Regions from separate parts of the Ovis aries genome. Here region 1 is linked to region 2. The links are chromatin contacts, called in public Hi-C maps. All regions are on one chromosome and are shown on one strand. Each heading gives the region's core, a stretch centred on a gene start, on an enhancer-like site or on the middle of the called end of the contact. The rest is flanking DNA. Distances are from core to core; before and after follow the strand shown.

Evidence for each region. A called contact is a pair of places that touch in the nucleus more often than the background predicts.
Region 1: a contact with region 2 is called in a Hi-C map of retroperitoneal adipose tissue, with 2.4 times the contacts expected there. The contact joins two enhancer-like sites. A contact is called at or near these places in 6 of 16 Hi-C or Micro-C datasets (mesenteric adipose tissue, omental adipose tissue, retroperitoneal adipose tissue and 2 more).

The regions. Positions count from the first base shown.
Region 1 is chr1:188,942,956-188,948,495 of ARS-UI_Ramb_v3.0, forward strand. It overlaps MYLK (myosin light chain kinase), which reads right to left. Exons shown (of 33, transcript XM_060418652.1): 12 at 5,094-5,246. Among named protein-coding and RNA genes, the nearest start is that of HACD2, 130 kb to the left of the region's middle. Within about 2 kb of position 3,191, at least 16 of the 54 cell types and tissues checked have an H3K27ac peak or open chromatin away from gene starts, as enhancers often do.
Region 2 is chr1:188,867,177-188,873,059 of ARS-UI_Ramb_v3.0, forward strand. MYLK (myosin light chain kinase) reads right to left here. Exons shown (of 33, transcript XM_060418652.1): 24 at 4,230-4,262; 25 at 4,041-4,134; 26 at 2,380-2,583. Among named protein-coding and RNA genes, the nearest start is that of HACD2, 53 kb to the left of the region's middle. Within about 2 kb of position 2,030, at least 1 of the 54 cell types and tissues checked has an H3K27ac peak or open chromatin away from gene starts, as enhancers often do.

The DNA of each region.
Region 1 (5,540 bases), core at 1,941-4,440, 77 kb after region 2:
AAAAGAGAGCCTTCTCCCCATAGCCATGCCCTCTCTTTTGGTTTTCCTGCTCCCCACTGATTTCTCCAGACCCTAAGAAGCAGATGTGAAGAAGTAGAAAGGAAAAGCATGAAAGGAAACAACGGCATATGACACTCCCTCCCCCTCCCAAAGAATCTCTGACCAGTAATGATAGGGTTGCCAGATGGAAGTGGGACTATATTACAACCACAGCCTTCTTAGTGCCTTAGGAGTTGTAATCAAACTCTAAACGTAGAGGTAGGCCATCCAAACCAGCCCATGTACCCTCTAGAGGCTCGTCTGGAAACCACACTCTCCACCACACTGTCAAAGCACGGATCGCATTTTGCCATTAGGAACACAAAACTGTAATTCTGGATGGCATTCCTGACCAAGGACTCCAAGTGAAAAAATGCTACAGATGGCCTGCAGCGACCTAGAAGGAGGCTGTGGTGTGACACGCTCAGTGGCTGTGGAGCATGAGTTTAGCTCTCTCATATTATGTGGGATATGCATGTGCCTCATATGTGTGGGATAGCCCAGGGATCACATCATGTCTCTGCACTGGCATGCAGAGTCTTTACCACTAAGCCACCAGGGAAGCCCCCAGAACTTTCTTTTTTAATACATTTAAGAGGCTGTCAGTGCTTAAAGCAAGGGGCTTTCCAGGTGGTGCAGTGGTAAAGAATCCCTTTGCCAGCGCTGGAGATGCAAGAGACGCAAGTTCGATCCCTGGGCTGGGAAGATCCCCTGGAGAAGGAAATGGCAACCCACCTCAGTATTCTTGCCTGGAAAATTCCAAGGACAGAGGAGCCTGGTGGGCTACATACAGTCCATGGGTTCACAAAGAGTTGGACACGACTGAACACACACACACACACACACACACACACACACACAGAGTGTTCCAAGCTGCCCCGCAGAGGGCTTGTCACTAATCTGAAAGCCAGCTGGGCTCTTACTGATGCTTTCACTGTCCAGAGAATGGCTGATTTCCTGGTGCCCATTACTTTCATTAGGGGCTCTTTATCAAAGCAAACACTCTAGTAAATATGCTTATTACATTCCATTTTTTATTTTAGAAATCAGGGTTTTTAAAAAACTTAACTTATCCACATTTTATGTCCTTCGGTGCCTTTAAGAGCCCAGCAGGCCTTCACTTAAATAAACAAACCATTAGGCTAAGACACTCTGTCTAAATGGGCACATTAGCAGGTTAATAAATCTATAGTCACTTAAGGATTTTAGCCTTGACAAAGATACTCCAAGGGGAGAGAAATTAAAAAGATACTAGTCTAAGGAAGCCCCTGTACCAATGACCAGTGCATATACACTGAAATATTTACTCTCCTCTGATATTCCTGGGTTCTGCAGGAATTTAGATTAATCATCCTTAGATTAATCACCCAGGCTCTATCCTGGGTCAGGAGGGAAGATTTTCGTGGCCTGGTTAACTACTGGGGACTTTTTCCTAGTATGGGAGGAGGAAAGCAGGAATATTTGTTGGTGGGGGGGCGTTTGAGAGCTAGCGTGTAGGTTTACTGAGCACCTCCTTGAGCCCTGAGCCCCCAGGCAAGAGAGGAGGTGGAGGGAATGCCCCCTGCACTGCCGCAGAGACTCACGCACCTCCATTTTTCCTTCATCCATTCACTGAACACGTGTTCACACAGTAGGACATGTGCTACACGCAATAATGAGACATGGTCCCTGCCTGCAGGGAGCTAACAGTCCAGCAAAAAAGGCAGTTGGACAGGCAGAGGAAATTTCATGTTGAGGCAAAATGCTTTCTCCCCTCATCGTCCTTCTAGAGACTTGCATGATGTACCCCTGCCTCTCTCTGTGAACCTAACCTCTACCACTTGCCCCTACCCCACTCCCGTGGCTGCAGCCTCACTGTCCCTTGAATAGGCTGCTCTTGTTCCCAACTCAGAGCCTCTGCACTTGCTGTACCACCTGCCTGGAGCAGTCTTTTTTCCACTTCATGAGGTCTCCCCTCAGATGTCACCTTTCCCAAGAGGTCTCCTCTAGCACCCACCTAAGAAAGGATCCCTTCCACTGCCTCTCTATTTCCGTTTTCTTAATAGCACACTCGTCAATGCTGGATTAAGCCAGCTTTGGACCATCCATCAGAATGTAACAGGCAGGAAGACAGGACCTGTTTTCTTTTCATGGCAGCTTCCCCAGAACAATGCTTGGGGCCAAGGAGGTGCTCAGGAAAACTTTGCTTGTAAGTAACTGCTGTGATAAGAGAGGTACAGCAGGTAAGAGGAGTGACGTATGTGGGAGGGAGTTGGTCAGATCTGGGAAGGAGGAGGTTACAGAGGAGAGAAAGCAGAGAAAGCAGGGAGAAGAGGCTGCAGAAGGCCCATCAGAATGCTGAGTGAGCAGCTTCTCGATGCTGGCAAAACCTTGGCAAAAGGCTAAAGAGGTGAGAAAGAGCACCCATGTCTGGCCTTCAACAGGATCTGCTAAATTCTCCTCCAGCGAAAGTTGCCCTAGAACCCCTCCTCCCTGGAAACCAGAGCAGCGGAGGGAGAGGTATCGATGAATGGCGCCTTCTTGTGGCCAGAATTCCCTGAACAGGGTGCTCAGACTATGGCTTTAGTGTCTGGCCCAATACCTGCTTTCTCTGATTCTGCTTCTCCCTTCCTTTTACCCAAACCAAATGAACAGACAGACAGAAAGACAACCACCCAATGCAGCAGAGCTGATCCTTTGGTAATACCGCTCCTTAGACTTGCCATTTGGAAAGAGTTTGTCTTGTTTAAAGGTTGGGGCTCCTGAGCACGTCCCACGTCTTCAGCGCACGACACAGCAGCCTGGCAGCAGGCTTACAGCCAGGGAGCCTGGTCCACACTCCAGCTGTGGCCTGGGGCCACACAGAGGGGACAGAAAGGCCAGGCCTGGGCAGCTGAGGCAGAGGCCGGGACAGTGGTCGGCGCTGCATGGGATAAACGCCTCCACTGCGGTCATCTCCCACCCTCTGAGCCACCACAGAGACTGCAGCCAAACAAGCTGCCAATAAAGTAAGAAAAACTCCATGGCTGAGGCTAGTGTGGGACGTGGACCAGAGCCCCCCGGGTGCCCTGGGCATGGAGCCAGGGGTGTCACTGTGCCAGGCTCGGCCTCCCCGATCCTGTGCAGACAGCCCAGCGCTGCGGCCGGAGCATGGCCACGTCTTACAGCCTCCTTCACCATTTATGGTAGCTGAGCCTCTGTTTGGCCTTCACAGGCCAGTCAAACCCCACACTGGGCGGCGGGTGGGGGGGGGGGGGGGGGGGCTGTAGGGGTGTCCTGCTCACACAGGGCTGTTTTCAGAGCAGATCCAAACAGGCTCTGGCAGAGTCCTTGACAGGACCGCTCTGTTTCTGCTTTGAAACATGCTCGGGTGGGCAGCCATCCTCCCACAGACCTAGGGGGCGAGGGGGATGGCTCCAGAGTCTTCTTGCCCCTCTTCTGGGGACCCCCACCTCCACTGGGACTGTTAGCTCAGTGGGGTCCCTCTAATCCAATCTAAACACAGGCAGCCCAGGACAGGCTCTGGATCAGCAGGGCCCTTGGTTGAAGCCAGACAGGGAGGCTGAGACCACGCAAGCATCATGCACCTCTCCGGCCCCCTCCACCACCACCACTTTGGGGTAGGCCTTCTGGACCTCCAAGGAGAGCCCAGGGGTGGGGGAAGGTGGGAGCAGCGACCCTGGCCTGGATCTGCGATTTCCCCAGACCCCTCAATCAGCCATGAGTGAGATCCACAAGGAAAGAACAGGTGGAGTGTAAACTAGAACGAGGCTGACAAGCTCCTGGGGCCACAGGCAGGCAGGGGTGCTAGGAGGAGGGCCTCCCGGGAAGAGGCAGAGCCAGTCCCCAGGTGGTGACTCCACGCCAGGCCCTCCGGAGGAATCGCAGGGGCACCCGAGAGGCGGGAGAGCATGTCCTCCTCCTAGGCAGACAGGCTGTCAGCGCCATGCCTTCATCCCTTGGGGGTGACACTGCCTAGCCCCTGCGGTGAGGGTCATCCCCACTCTGGGGCCAGGGGACTTGCCTTCTGGAAAAGGACAGGGAGTGAGCAGGGGCTTGGAGATCTGGGTTCCAAAGGCCAGTGTGGCTCACAAGGCAAGTGACGTTGACTTCTTGAGGAAGATAGGAAAGATAGGAAAGCGCTGCCCCCCTCAACCCCGCTTCCGGGGTTTCTGAGAATCGAGAAAACACAGGTGGGGTGATAGTATCTAGCGAGGTAACCAACATATGATGTTCCCTCCCCCTTTTCAGCGAAACCACCTCTAAGGCCCCCTGGAAGGCTGCTGCTCAGATACAATGAAACTCTCCCCAAGAGGCTGAGCCTGGGGGAGCAGAGCCGGATGGCGTGTCTCCTACTGAGCTGCTGGCAAAGCAGGGCATGCCGCGCCCGGTCTAAGCACTCAGTCCCCAGTCACTGTGGGACCTGGGGGCCCGGGCCCAGCTGAGGGTGGGGAATCAGGCTTACCTGAACACCCTGCCTAAGAAGACCTTCTCCAGCTCTGTCACCATGCCTGCCAATACCACAGCCCAGACAGCCGTCTTGAGTCTGTGTCTCCCCCCTGGGACTTCTGGGACCAAACATTTGGCACTGACCAATGCATGACGACCATGCTAATCAGATTCCTGGACACCAGGCTGCTGAGGTGCAAGAGCAAGCTTGGGAGGGAAGAGCGAGGGCAGAGGGAACAGGGGACAAACTGGCTCTCTGGAAGCCTCCGTACTGGCACCTGTCACCTGGTGTCCCCCAGTGGCCCCCAGTGTATGAGGGGTCATTTGTGAGAGCTTGAGTCCTACAGGAACTCGTCCTCTTCCAGTGGGTGTGGTGTTCTGCCTATCAGAATGGAAGCTTCTCAAACCAAGGGAGTCTTTGCCTCTTTCCCCTGCATCTTCCCTCAGCCACAGTGGGGTGAGGGGTGGAGGACTGGGCTTGCACGTCCGTCTCCGGTGGCAGACCCTGGACACTGTGAGCTCCTGGAGGCCATTGCCTCCACCTGCCTGCCTTCAGGTATGGTGCCCTTTCTCCAAAGCAGATGTGCAGGAAAGGTGCTTCTAGAGGGCTGCCCAGAGGCTCCTACCCTGGACAGTGACGCGGGCGCTGCAGGACACCTGCCCCGCGGTGTTCTCGGCCAGACAGGTGTAGGTGCCATCGTCCTCTGGGAGGGTGTCCTGGATGTGGAGCTCGGCCACGCCAGCCTCGCAGGTGGAGCGGGCATACTGGATGGGCTGTCCTGGGGAGGGAAGCACAGGAGGGCTCAGGCCAGGGGGCAGCCGGCAGAGGGGTGGGAGTCCTGTCCTCAGCAGGGTGGCTGCTGTCATGAAGCTGGGGTTCCCCACCTTGCTCAGGCCCACTGAGGGCTCATGATGTGTTAGGACCACCCCTAGCCAGCTGGACAGAGGCTCAAGGGGGAGAGAAAGAGGCAGGAGCCAGGGAGGCAAAGGAGAGGGGGTGATTGTGAGGGTGGAGGAGTAAGACTGGGGCTGGTAGGACTTGGGGGAGAGATTCTGGAGGCATTTAGAATACA
Region 2 (5,883 bases), core at 780-3,279:
ATGGGGGAGGCGTGGGGCGGAGGGATGAAAGCCAGACCAGATGAAGCCTTCTTGTGTTTTCTCCCAACATTTTCCATCCAGCTTGCCAAGTCCCAATTCCAAGCTAAGTATGGTATTCTGCCCACTGGTGCTGCTGCCCGGCCTCACCCAGGCTGGGCTGCCTCCTACCCCCTCCTGCACCTTCTCATGAACTTGCTCAAGGTTTAACTTCTAAAGATGAGACATTTCTTCACATGTCCCCACATGCCCACACTGCCTGGACCAAGCAACCTGCTCTACAATAAATGTGAAGAGCAGCAGCCCACAGGGCTGTTGTGGGGGCAGGATGACTGAGGCCATGCCCTCGGGCTGAATCTTCCCTAGAAGTGTGGAGGGAAGTTTGAATTGGGGGTTGAAAACTGATTCCAAGTGGCGAATGAGGATTTTCTTTGAATCTGTGTGAAAGTTGCACAGAACTGCAGAATTTAAAAAGGGAGTCTCATCAAATACTGCTCTTCACTGGAAGGATTTCATAATTACAGAATCATGGCTCAACAGTCATAGAAGCTGCCCCCGGGCTTCCTGAAATGCAGGATTTCCACACATTCAGTTGTGTGTTAAAATGGTCACAAAGTAATTTTAAGTGGAGAAAAGACTGGGATATAGAAAAAGTCACTGCATCATACTCCTAAGAATAACTCACAGTTATAGAGCCTCTGCCTGACACATGTTATTCCATCTAAGCCCCACATTATTCACGGGGTGGTTTACAGCCTCCTTTTACAGATAATAAAACTAATGGCTGGCACACTTGGGTAACTTATTCAAGGTCATACAACAAGAGGCGGAGCAGGGATTGGAGTGAGGTCGCTCAGACTCATGTCTGTCTCTTCACCATGACTGCTCTCCCTGAGGAGCACAGATTGAAAGGAAACACGCCAAAAGGCTCAAGAAGTGCAGGGAGTCACTCCTTAAACTGGGGCTGTCTCGCTGGCTTCACCTTTCCTAGGAAAGAACACTGAGATGCTAACAGGGTCCTCTTCAGAGGAGAGGTCCTTCAAAGGACTGAGATCCCTGAGTCTCAGGATGAGCAATTCAAGGGTGCTGGAGGCAATTTCGGAATATTGCCAAAGCTTTCAAATGCACATCTCCTTTGTTCCAGCACTCCCACACTTCTGGGGATTTATCCTACGGATGTAAGCAGGCATGAGGGTAAAGATGTATGTACAAGGTTACAAACACTGCCTTTTTGTAATGCAAAAGCCTGGAAACCATCCAAGCCCCTATCAAAAGAAGACAAATAAACTGTGGTCTATGTACAGGAAGAGATGCCAGGGAGAAGGGAGAATGAGGAACCACTGGCTACTGGTATGGGCCTTTCCAAGACACACTGTTGAATGCAAAGAAACCAAGTATAGAATATTGAGTGCAGCTTCTCTCTGGGTTAAGAGGTGAGAAATATGAAAAATATATGAATTATATCTATAAATAATGAATGATTGCATTTCAATAAAGAAACTTTAGAAGGACACAGAACTAACAAAATTCATTACCAGTGGTGATGAGGGGTAGATGAGGGACAGGTGTGGGAATGAGACTTTCATTGTATATTTTCTTATATTTTTTGATATGATTGTATCATATACTTTTAAAATTCAGATTATAAAAAGGAGAGGAAATGCTTAAAAAATACACACTGTGGAGGATGCCTGGCTTACCGACTCTAGTATGTGCATTTGTGTGTGTGTTTGTGTGTATGTGTCTGTTGTGTGTATGTGTGTGTATGTTTGTGCATATGCAGACCAGCAGCTCAGAGGGAAGAAAGAGAAGGTTGGGACTTGAAGAAACAACAGAATCCAGGAAAGCCTTGGCTGAATGTCATCTGATCATCTCCCTGCCTCTGTACAAGCCAGCTCAGAAAGCACTGCTCTTGGGTGAGTGAGAGGGGAAGAGAGAGCAAACCAGTGTGGGCCAGGGGCACGCAGGACAGAGCAGAGGGCAGGGGCAAGGCTGAGCTCCCACCGCTGGGCCCCCTTCTCTCTCACAGGCTCTATCCGCCCTTAAGGTGGCTCTAGTGCTCCGAATGAAACCAAGGAGGCACAGGGAGGGGGTGCCCTGGCCTTACACAGGGAGGTGAGGTACAAAGGGGTCCTCAAGAGGTCCTCAAGGACCCAACAGTGTGCTCTGGAGCCAAGCAGTGGGTCGGGAGCAGCAGCGTGCACATGGGCTGTTCCGAGTGGTCAGCACCTGGCCAGACGGGCTGCAGAGTGTCGTGCACATCACAGCCCTGCCTGCAGTGCTCTCCATCTTGGGGGGGTAGGGTGGGGGGGGACAGTGGGGGAGGGACAGGAGAGGCTCCCAGACCCACTGTGCCGGGCCACCCCTCGCCGAGCCACTCACATCTCCAGGACCATGACGATGTTGGCCTTCTCTTCGAAGGCGTCCACACACTGGACCAGCTTGGGGTGGTGCAGGCAGTTCATGATGCTGATCTCCTGACGGATGTTCTCTTTCTCCTTGGCCGAATAAGCCTTGAAGAATTTCCCTGCCCAGATTTTTCCAGTTTTCTTTTCTACAAGTCGAAAGACCTGTCCAAATTTCCCACTGTGAATGAAAGGAAGAGAGAAATTCAGCCCAGCTGTCCACCGAATGGGAGTGGTCAAGCGATGGCCTGTGGGGCATATGTGGCCCCTGCCCTTCTTTTTATAAGTAAAGTTTTCCTGGAACACATCCATGCCCATTTGTGCCCACACTGTCTATGGCTGCCTTTGGGTTTCCAGAGCAGAGCAGGAGCCGCAGTGCTGAATTGGCCCACAAACCCGAAAATATTCATTATCTGGCCCTTTACAGAAAAAGTTGGCCAGTCCCTGCTCTAGATCAATGGAGCACATTGCTGAGGCTGACGAATCTGCTCTCCGTCACTGGCCAATGTCAGCCTGTGTCTGGCCCCACATTCTTACCCAGACTCTGTCTAGTCTTGCTGTTCTATCAGTAAATATTCTCTTTTTTTGGCCGCACCACGGTATGTGGGATCTTAGCTCTCCATCCAGGGACTGAACCCACGCCCCTTGCCGTGGAAGCACAGAGTCTTAACCACTGGACCGCCATGGAAGTCCTTGCTATTCTTTTAACACTGTCGTTTCCTTGGGCTGAGGCCTCAGTCTTGGCAACAGACTTTTTTTCCTTTCCCCTCAAAGGGATCCATGACATCAGGCTGAGGAAGTCCTCCGCAAATACAGAGAACTTCTGGGCGCCTGCCCTCCCTCCATGCACTTTCAGCACCGGGGCCGTGGAGACACCTGGCAAGGCCCCTGCTTCCCTCTGTGCTGCTGGGTGGTGGCACTCTTCTGACCTCACTCCTGCTGCAGCACAGGGTCCTTGTCCGGGACTCTGATGAGGTTGATGGGACTCCTTTATTTGCCAGAAACCCTCCGGAAATAAAAGCTGAGCCCCATTCTTTTTTCTTCCACCTTCCATCCTCCTCCAAGGACACACGGTCAGAGGGAGGCAGGAGGCCCTGGATGCTGCTGCTGCTGGCGGGGACAGCCTGGCTGAACCCAGGCCTCAGTGTTGGGGTCTGAGTCCATCGGTGTCTCCACAACCCAGGGAAGAGCCTGAGCAAAGACTGTGGGCCGAGCTCTTCAAGTGAGGGGTGATGATGGGAGCTGTGTTTCAAGCGGGCATATTTTGCCGCAGCACTGAAGCTAGACCGGTTGAATGGGAGCACAGACCCAATGGAAGGGATCCTAAAGACAGGCCAAGCCAGCCTGGCTGCCCTGGGTTATGTCCTGGGGGAGGGATGGGAGTAGGGGTGCAGAGAAGGAAGGACCTGCTCAAGCTTGCAGAGTTGAGCCCCAGGCACGGCAGCTCCTAAGAAAGCCCTGGACTGGTGATGCTTTTGTGGGTGCTCGCAGGCCAAGTCTTCCCAGAACCTCAGTCTGGGGAGTTGGCAGAACCCAGGGAAGGACGGGAAGAGGAGGTGTGGAATTTAACCTCAGGGCCAGCACCACCCTCACTCTGGGGCCCAGAAGGGGACCCATTCCACTTTCCACTCCACTTACGATCCTAGTCTCTCTTCGATGTCATAGAAGTCGGACACTTTCTGCTCGGTATTGACCGTGACGGTCCGGTAGTCGACCTCAGGTTCCTTCTCATCTGCAGGGTTGGGGCGGGGTGAGTGTGAGCCATCAGATCCCTCCTCACCCCCATCCACCCCTCGAGTCTACCCAAGGACAGGGCCCAGCACTCACCATCATCTGACACCTCCACTTCGTCCTTCGGCTCTGGGGGCAGAGAGGATACAGGTGGTTAGTACTGAAGGCCCGTGAGCTAAGCAAGCTGGGGGCCCTGTCCAGCTTCAGCCTTCCCAAGCACGAGACTATAAGCCCAGAGCTCCGGGCATCGCCATGGGATCAGAGGCTTCACACTGCAACAGGGCCATGTATACACTGACAGGCCGTGGCCTCCTCAGCCCACCCAGCCCCTCCTCCATCCCCACCTCTCTATCCTCAAGGTCTCCTAGACATGTCCGTCTTCACATTTTCCTAGTTTCTAGAACCTACAGACAACCTGGATAGTCCCTTTCTACTTTCCCTCAAAAGTCAGCAACTTTTAGTTGCTGCTGCTGCTGCTGCTAAGTCGCTTCAGTCGTGTCCGACTCTGTGTGACCCCACAGACGGCAGCCCCCCAGGCTCCCCATCCCTGGGATTCTCCAGGCAAGAACACTGGAGTGGGTTGCCATTTCTTCTCCAATGCATGAAAGGGAAAAGTGAAAGTGAAGTTGCTCAGTCATGTCCAACTCTGAGAGACCTCACAGACGCAGCCCATCAGGCTCTTCCGACCATGGGATTTTCCAGGCAAGAGTACTGGAGTGGGGTGCCATTGCCTTCCCCTCTTATAGTTGCTACTAGTATCAGATCCATTTATCCGTTTACTGAGTTTTTTCTGGAATTCCAGACATGTACCAGATATCTTGCCAGTGATTGTGGGTATACAAAACAAAATACAGATGGTGTGATCTCTCCATCATGGTGTGATTTTGGGGGCTTATAATTTAGTTGGAGAGGCAAATATCAGTTCAGTTCAGTTGCTCAGTCATGTCCGACTCTTTGTGACCCCATGAATTGCAGCACGCCAGGCCTCCCTGTCCATCACCAACTCCCGGAGTTCACTCAGATTCATGTCCATCAAGTCAGTAATGCTATCCAGCCATCTCATCCTCTGTCATCCCCTTCTCCTGCTGCCCCCAATCCCTCCAGCATCAAAGTCTTTTCCAATGAGTCAGCTCTTTGCATCAGGTGGCCAAAGTACTGGAGTTTCAGCTTTAGCATCATTCCTTCCAAAGAAATCCCAGGGTTGATCTCCTTCAGAATGGATTGGTTGGATCTCCTTGCAGTCCAAGGGACTCTCAAGAGTCTTCTCCAACACCACAGTTCAAAAGCATCAATTCTTCGGTGCTCAGCTTTCTTCACAGTCCAACTCTCACATCCATACATGACCACTGGAAAAACCATAGTCTTGACTAGATGGGCCTTAGTTGGCAAAGTAATGTCTCTGCTTTTGAATATTTTATCTAGGTTAGTCATAACTTTCCTTCCAAGGAGTAAGCGTCTTTTAATTTCATGGCTGCAGTCACCATCTGCAGTGATTTTGGAGCCCCCCAAAATAAAGTTTGACACTGTTTCCACTGTTTCCTCATCTATTTCCCATGAAGTGATGGGACCGGATGCCAGGATCTTCGCTTTCTGAATGTTGAGCTTTAAGCCAACTGTTTCGCTCTCCTCTTTCACTTTCATCAAGAGGCTTTTAGTTCCTCTTCGCTTTCTGCCATAAGGATGGTATCATCTGCATATTTGAGGTTATTGATATTTCTCCCAGCAATCTTGATTCCAGCATGTGTTTCTT